Regions from separate parts of the Rattus norvegicus genome. Here region 2 is linked to region 1. Evidence: chromatin contacts called from public Hi-C data. All regions are on one chromosome and are shown on one strand. Each heading gives the region's core, a stretch centred on a gene start, on an enhancer-like site or on the middle of the called end of the contact. The rest is flanking DNA. Distances are from core to core; before and after follow the strand shown.

Evidence for each region. A called contact is a pair of places that touch in the nucleus more often than the background predicts.
Region 2: a Hi-C map of frontal cortex shows a contact between it and region 1, with 1.8 times the contacts expected there. The contact joins the promoter of Ptprm here to the enhancer-like site in region 1. A contact is called at or near these places in 3 of 12 Hi-C or Micro-C datasets (the A7r5 cell line, Schwann cells and frontal cortex).

The regions. Positions count from the first base shown.
Region 1 is chr9:114,181,605-114,184,688 of GRCr8, reverse strand. It overlaps Ptprm (protein tyrosine phosphatase, receptor type, M), which reads left to right. Exons shown (of 33, transcript NM_001168632.1): 20 at 703-790. Among named protein-coding and RNA genes, the nearest start is that of Themis3, 160 kb to the right of the region's middle. Within about 2 kb of position 1,593, at least 21 of the 93 cell types and tissues checked have an H3K27ac peak or open chromatin away from gene starts, as enhancers often do.
Region 2 is chr9:114,788,892-114,791,975 of GRCr8, reverse strand. It overlaps Ptprm (protein tyrosine phosphatase, receptor type, M), which reads left to right and starts at 1,499. Exons shown (of 33, transcript NM_001168632.1): 1 at 1,499-1,615. The coding sequence starts at 1,543.

The DNA of each region.
Region 1 (3,084 bases), core at 344-2,843:
CCATCCCAGCAGTGTTGGAGATAAGCTTGCTTAGCATCCGTGACACCGACAGGAAGTAAGCTTTACTCACGTTAGGTAGTGCACACGTTACCTACTGTGCTGCCGCCCATAACTGTGTAGCATTGAGTATCCACGGGCGCCATGGGCACTAGAGTGGGACTAAAAGCGCAGATCGGTCTTGTTGTCACTTGTCCACTGATAACAAAAGGTGGTTTTCATTATAAATGGACAGGAAAAACCTAAGCCCCCTCACATTATATATCCAGATGAAATTCAGGGTATATTGCAGGATTTTAATCTTAATGCCGTAAAGATTTGGCTTTCCCATTCCAGCCCAAAATAACATTCCTTTGGTTATTTATTAGGAAGGGGGTGGGGAGGAGTATGTCTTAAAAGATTAATGGAAATGTGTAATATAATGAAGGAATTTGGGGAAATGTTGAGTTTTTTTTCTCTCCTTCAAATATTCCAGCAGGGCATTGTCTGAATAAATTGTGGATTTTTCTCTCTATCCTCTACCTCTGTGCGATGCTCTCCAAGACGAAAGCCGAATAAAATATTCCCCAAGTGAGACAGCTTCATTCTCGTTAGGACTGCCTGCCTGGCCACCACCCCACATGAAGGACCCCCTCCCATTAAGACCCCTCTGTTCACGACATCAAACTGCCAAGCTTAGTGTCACTTTCTCTCTCTCTCTTCCAGAGCTTCTTTGAAGGACAGTCTGCACCGTGGGACTCGGCTAAGAAAGACGAGAACAGAATGAAGAATAGATACGGAAACATCATAGCATGTAAGTGGTGGTGGTGGCCGCGGTGGTGAGCCCCGGCAGGGCTGGCTCCCCGGCTCGTGCAATGAGAATTTACCATGCAGTGCCTGCCTCTGTATCTCCTGCAAGAGCTAGTGTCAAGGCCTGTGCTAAGTGAGGGAAAAAATCATCTGTGACCCCCAACTACCTCCCTGTGCGTCCTCCCTGGGGGCCTGGTTTTCCTTTTATATGCGGGGTCTATGGAACACAGGTCATGTCACAAAGCAGAGGGAGAAAATGCATTTTGGAAGGAGCAAACACCATCGACTTTAATGCTCCCCAACTGCTGCATAAGAAGGAATAGAAGTAATGGCTTGGCTCACAGCAGGCTTCGCGCGCAGAGCTCCACACCCTTTGGCGCATTAATCCTCCGGACAGTGGGTTAGGTAGGTCAGTAATGGCCCCATTTTAAGGGCAGGAAAGCGAAACTCAGAAGTTAAATGATAGTCTCCATATCACAATACTCATTAGCAAAGGGGCCAGGATTATCTCTCAGAAATTCCCAGCGCCTGCGAAACCGAGCGCCACCATCCATAATGCCTCAGACAGCTCCTAAATCGAGCCCAACCTCATTAATGTTCCGTAACCGCGCCGAGGCTCGTAGCAGATTGATGAGCCTCCTTCTCCCAGGGCCCAGACCATCCATCCTCTGCATCCAACTGCCCCAAATCATACAGGATGGCATCGAGGTACCGATGGGCCCACTGCGGTCGCCTAACAGAGTCCGGGCTTTTGAGGAAGGAGCAGAAACCAACAACAGCTCGAAGCAGAGCCTGGGGAGCCCCTCGTTCACCACACGCTGTTCCTTAGAAAAGAACAAACTCGCAGGGTCCGGGAATTCCAAGGGAGCTGTGCATTTGCTTTATTGATTGTGAAAGTCCAGCTTGCCTGCCGGAACATTCCTTGGCCTGACAGCACAGTTGCTATGGTTGGGATGCCCCGGCGTCCCCTGGGATTTTGGAAATGTTCTGATCCATTCAAGTCCCAGGTTGCTAAGTACTTGGAATGTGGCTGCCATGACTGAGAAGCCAATATTTTTTTTTAAATCTTTCATTTCCTTCTCATTATTTTGAATTTGAACAGCAAGCGAGGCTAGTGGCTGTCATATTGGATGGCTGTTTTCGTTACTTTTCTGTTCCCATGACAAAACTCCATGACCAAAGCAACTAATAAAAGAAGAATTTAATTGGGGGCTCACATTTCAAGAGGGTTAGAGCCCGTGACCATCATGGTAGGAGGCAAGAAGGCAGGCATGACACCAGAACAGTGGCTGAGACCTTGTGTCCTTATCAGCAAGCAGAAGGCAGAGACGGTGGGTGGGGAGGGGGAGCCTGGAAGGCATGGGCTTTTGGGACTTCAGAGTTCACCCTCAGTGACACACCTCCCCCAACCAGACCAGGCCTTCCCAAACGTAAGAGCCTATGGGGGACATTCTCATTCAAACCACCACAGAAGTACATGCCATCTGCATGTTTCATACAAACAAAAGAGTAGGGCTTACACAGAACACGCCAAGCCTTGCCTTCCCCTTGGCTACCAACAAGGGAAACCTGCCTGCCTCTCAAGGGTATGAACGTGGCGTCCCCGTGCTCCATGGGACTGGTTTTTAAAAGCCCACCATAGTTGCTTAAGGTACTGTGGCTCTACTATAGTCACAGGAAGGCAATGTGCCCTGAGGTCTCGAGTTCGATCCCCTCTGGCGAAGTGTGTTGGCACTCTGGGACACTTTCTCAGAATTAAACAGTGAGCTTACAAAGATGGTAACTAACACCAGCTCTTCTCTCTGCCCCAAGACACAGCCAGCAAGCACTTGGCAGCCATGTTAAAGGGAGTCTGGTTCAGGAGAGCTTCAAGCTTGCTTCTCTGTGGAGTTTAGTTTAATACTTACCCTGCAGGTTACTTGAGAGGCTCTGTGGGCATGCATGTTCAAGTACACATACATGTTGAGGTGGGCGTGTATGTACATAAAGGACAAGGAGAGCTCGAGAGTCCTATTCTACCCTTCTCTACCATGTTCCCTTACAACACAATATGTCACTGTACTTGGAGCTGAGCTGGTGGCCAGAAAGCTGCAGCCTTTGTCCTGTCTCTCCCCTCCATAACACTATGATGATATGTAAGTCAGAGCAGGTCCTGGGGATTTGAGCAACAAGCAGGCTCACTGAGCTGTCTGTCTGTCTGTCTCCCCTCCTGAGAAATACTCTCAGACGCTTAGCAGAACACAGCTGAGGTCAGGCATCAATACTCTGAAAAGCTCACATCCAGAATGCTCCAAAAGT
Region 2 (3,084 bases), core at 250-2,749, 610 kb before region 1:
AGTACCGGGCCACATATGTCTTGAGAAATGATCACAAAAGCCATCTTTGGCTGGTTCTGGGGCCACCGGAAAGCCTTCAACCACCGGAGTGAGAGAGTCCTTTATTTCTTTGGTCTTGAAAGCACCAAAAAAGCAGCCAAGGACTGTGCAAAGGTCCTACAGGAGAGGCAATGTGAGATCTCCAGGCTCCGCGCTGTGGAGCTCTAACCTACTTACATACATCAGAACACAAATTGGGATCTTAGTTTAACCAGCGTGGCCCGCAGTTCGCTTGGTAAATAGCCTACAGGTGCCCTAATGGCGGGACTCAGCAAGATGATGAACAGCTTTTTTAAAAAATTAAAATTAAAAATTTGAATTTTTACTTTCAATTTAATCATTGATAGCGTTTTTGTTCACTTAATAAAATAGTCATCTCGGACCCCAAATGGCGAATTAAAATGTTTCAAGACACCGATTCACTCTCCATTTGCACCAGCTGCAGAAATCGCCGGTTCTGCTCAATCCCTGGTTCCATGCGACTGCTGCCTTCCGAGCTCCGGGCTCCACTGGTGGCGACACCACACAGTGGAGCAGCAGAAGCGCGTCCTGCTCTCCGGGCTCTGGGCTCGGGCACAGAGGCATGCATGCCCCTTGCAAGCTGCAGAACGAGCGGCCCTGGGCGCTGAAGGCTCTGGCTGCTTCCTGGCTCACGAGCCAGCTGCTGCCACCACCACCGCCACCGCCGGAGACACTGCCGCCCCGTGCCTGGCGCGCTCCAACTCCTCACCGCCCGTGACCCGGGACAAACTTCTGGCTGGGGCGCGGTCCCTGTCCCCGAAGCCAGCGTGGGAAACCCGAGGCGCTGCCGGGGCGAGCTAGGGTCGAGGGTGGCGCCCCGGACCGTTGCTCCTGCCCGCCCAGTCCCGCCCGCATCTTGGCGGTGGCCGCCCCACGGAGCCCGCAGGCGCCGCGCAGGCCGAGCTGGCCCCGGGCCGGGGACACGGGCGCTCGCGCCCTCTAGCGGGCCGCGGCGGCTCCGGCCCGGCCGTGACGTGGGCTCCTTCCAGCCGGCCTGCGGGGCATCGCCAGTCAGTCGCGGAGCAGGAGCCCCGCGCGCAGCCGGCGCGGGCTCGGCCTTCGGCGCGCCGCTGCCCGAGGTGGCTGGGGCTGCGGGAGAGGCGGCGGGCTGCAAGCGCGCGATCACAGCCACGGACCCGGCGCCACGGGCGGCTCGGTCCGGATCAGGGGCAGCGCTTAGGCGGGCTGAGCACCGGATCCCAGCGAGGATTTGGACTCCCCGGGCGCGCCCTCCGCTCCCTCTCCCGGCGGCGCCAGACTCTAAGCGGGGGCCAGAGGGAGGGCAAGAGGATCCAGGACGCCGTCCCCACGTCCCGGAGCCCCGGGACTTCGGACTTGTGCAACTGTTGCCACTTTGGGGTCTGGTGTTTCGCTGCTGTCGTATCTACCCTGGAAGCCTGCAGCTTAGGCTCGCGTCCCCCTTGGCTTCCCGAGGCTACCGGCCGCCGCCGCCCCGAGGCGGCCCGGCGCGCACTCGGCACCATGAGGACACTTGGGACTTGCCTGGTGACTTTAGCTGGACTTTTGCTAACTGCGGCCGGGGAGACATTTTCAGGTAAGCGGGACGCCACTATCGTTCCCGGGGCGCCTGAAACGTAGGCGACCCCCGGGTCAGAGAGTCCGAGGCGAGCTTCGGGGCGGGCAGGGTTAGGCAGGACCCGACCCGGCATCGCGTAGCGGGTGAGCGGGGCTGGCGGATGGCCGGAGGGAAAGAGCCGCCGAGCCCCGGCGCCCGCACAGCGCACGCAGGAGCCCGCAGGACAAGCACGGGCACAGGCATAGGCACCTCCATCTCGGCCCCATGTCTCCATAGGGCCTGGACTTGTACATGGGGCTCTGTGTTCCTGGGCGGCCTGGGCAGAAAAGGCAGAAAACTTTGCCTGAAGTTCCCCGCTCTAGCCGCCGGGAGTAGGCGCTGCGCGGGCCTCTCGACCCCGGTGGCGGCCGGGGTGGGCTGCCAGTGCTCAGTTGTGCCCGCAGCGACCTCCAAACCTAGTGGTGTAGCCCGCGACCTCCCCAAACTTGACCTCCTTGCCTCCCCCTGCCCGGCGCGGTGGGCGACCTCAGCGGGTCCCCACGGGTGCAGGGCTTCCCTGTGCCAGCGGTCTCTTTCTGCACCGCGGGAGGTCTCCAAGACCCTAGAGGAATCTGCCTCTCCCCAAGCCCTGGCCACTGTGGCTGGGAGCCCAGAACCCACCCTCGGCCTCCCTAATGGTGTGCAGCGGGGGTTGTGATAACTTGCTAACCCAGCCGGGCTGCGCTGGGATCCCAGCTGAAAGGAGTGGAGCGGACTGGCTGTGTGCACCAAGCCAACCCGAGGCTATGCTCAGTCAGGCTTCGCGAGCCTTGAGGAGCTCTTGGTGGAGACAGAGGGATGTGGACTTGAGTCAGGGTCAGGCGCAAGACCTAAGGTGGCACAGAGTGCCAGGGCTTCTAGGATCTTCTGTCCCAGGAGGACGCACGTGGATGCTTGGCAAACGCTGACAACATGCGCACACTTCCTCGTGTTTGTTAATTTCATGAATGTCCACACGCGATGGTGGCAGTGGAGTTTTACCTTTCTCTTTTAATAAAAAGGCCGCGTTTAACCTTGAACAAGAATTGCAAAGTGGGGTTTTATGTGTTTTCGGGAAGGCTGAATAAATTGGGTTTTTAAAAAAAATTGGTGAAGGGAACTTTCATTAAAGTAAGGAGTGCCGTTTGCAAATATTAAAGGCACATAGACCTCTGGCCAGAGAAAGCATCAGGTTTGACTTTCTGGGCATCGTGGGATGCTGGTCCTTTGAATTCATAGGCACAGAAGGTTCTATCAGGCTTGGTGCTGAGCAGCAAGACCCTTGAGCATAGCTGGTGGCAGAGAAGGAGGAGAGCGGGTACTCAGCTGTACAGTGCCTTGAAAGAAACCCAAACGGCCGCCAACTTCCATAGAGAACCGCGCTTCCTCTAGTTTAGTATCTCCCTGACAGTGTGGAAATCGCGCTGCTGAAGAGGCTTTGAGGCAGGCACAGCTGTGTGATATAAAGT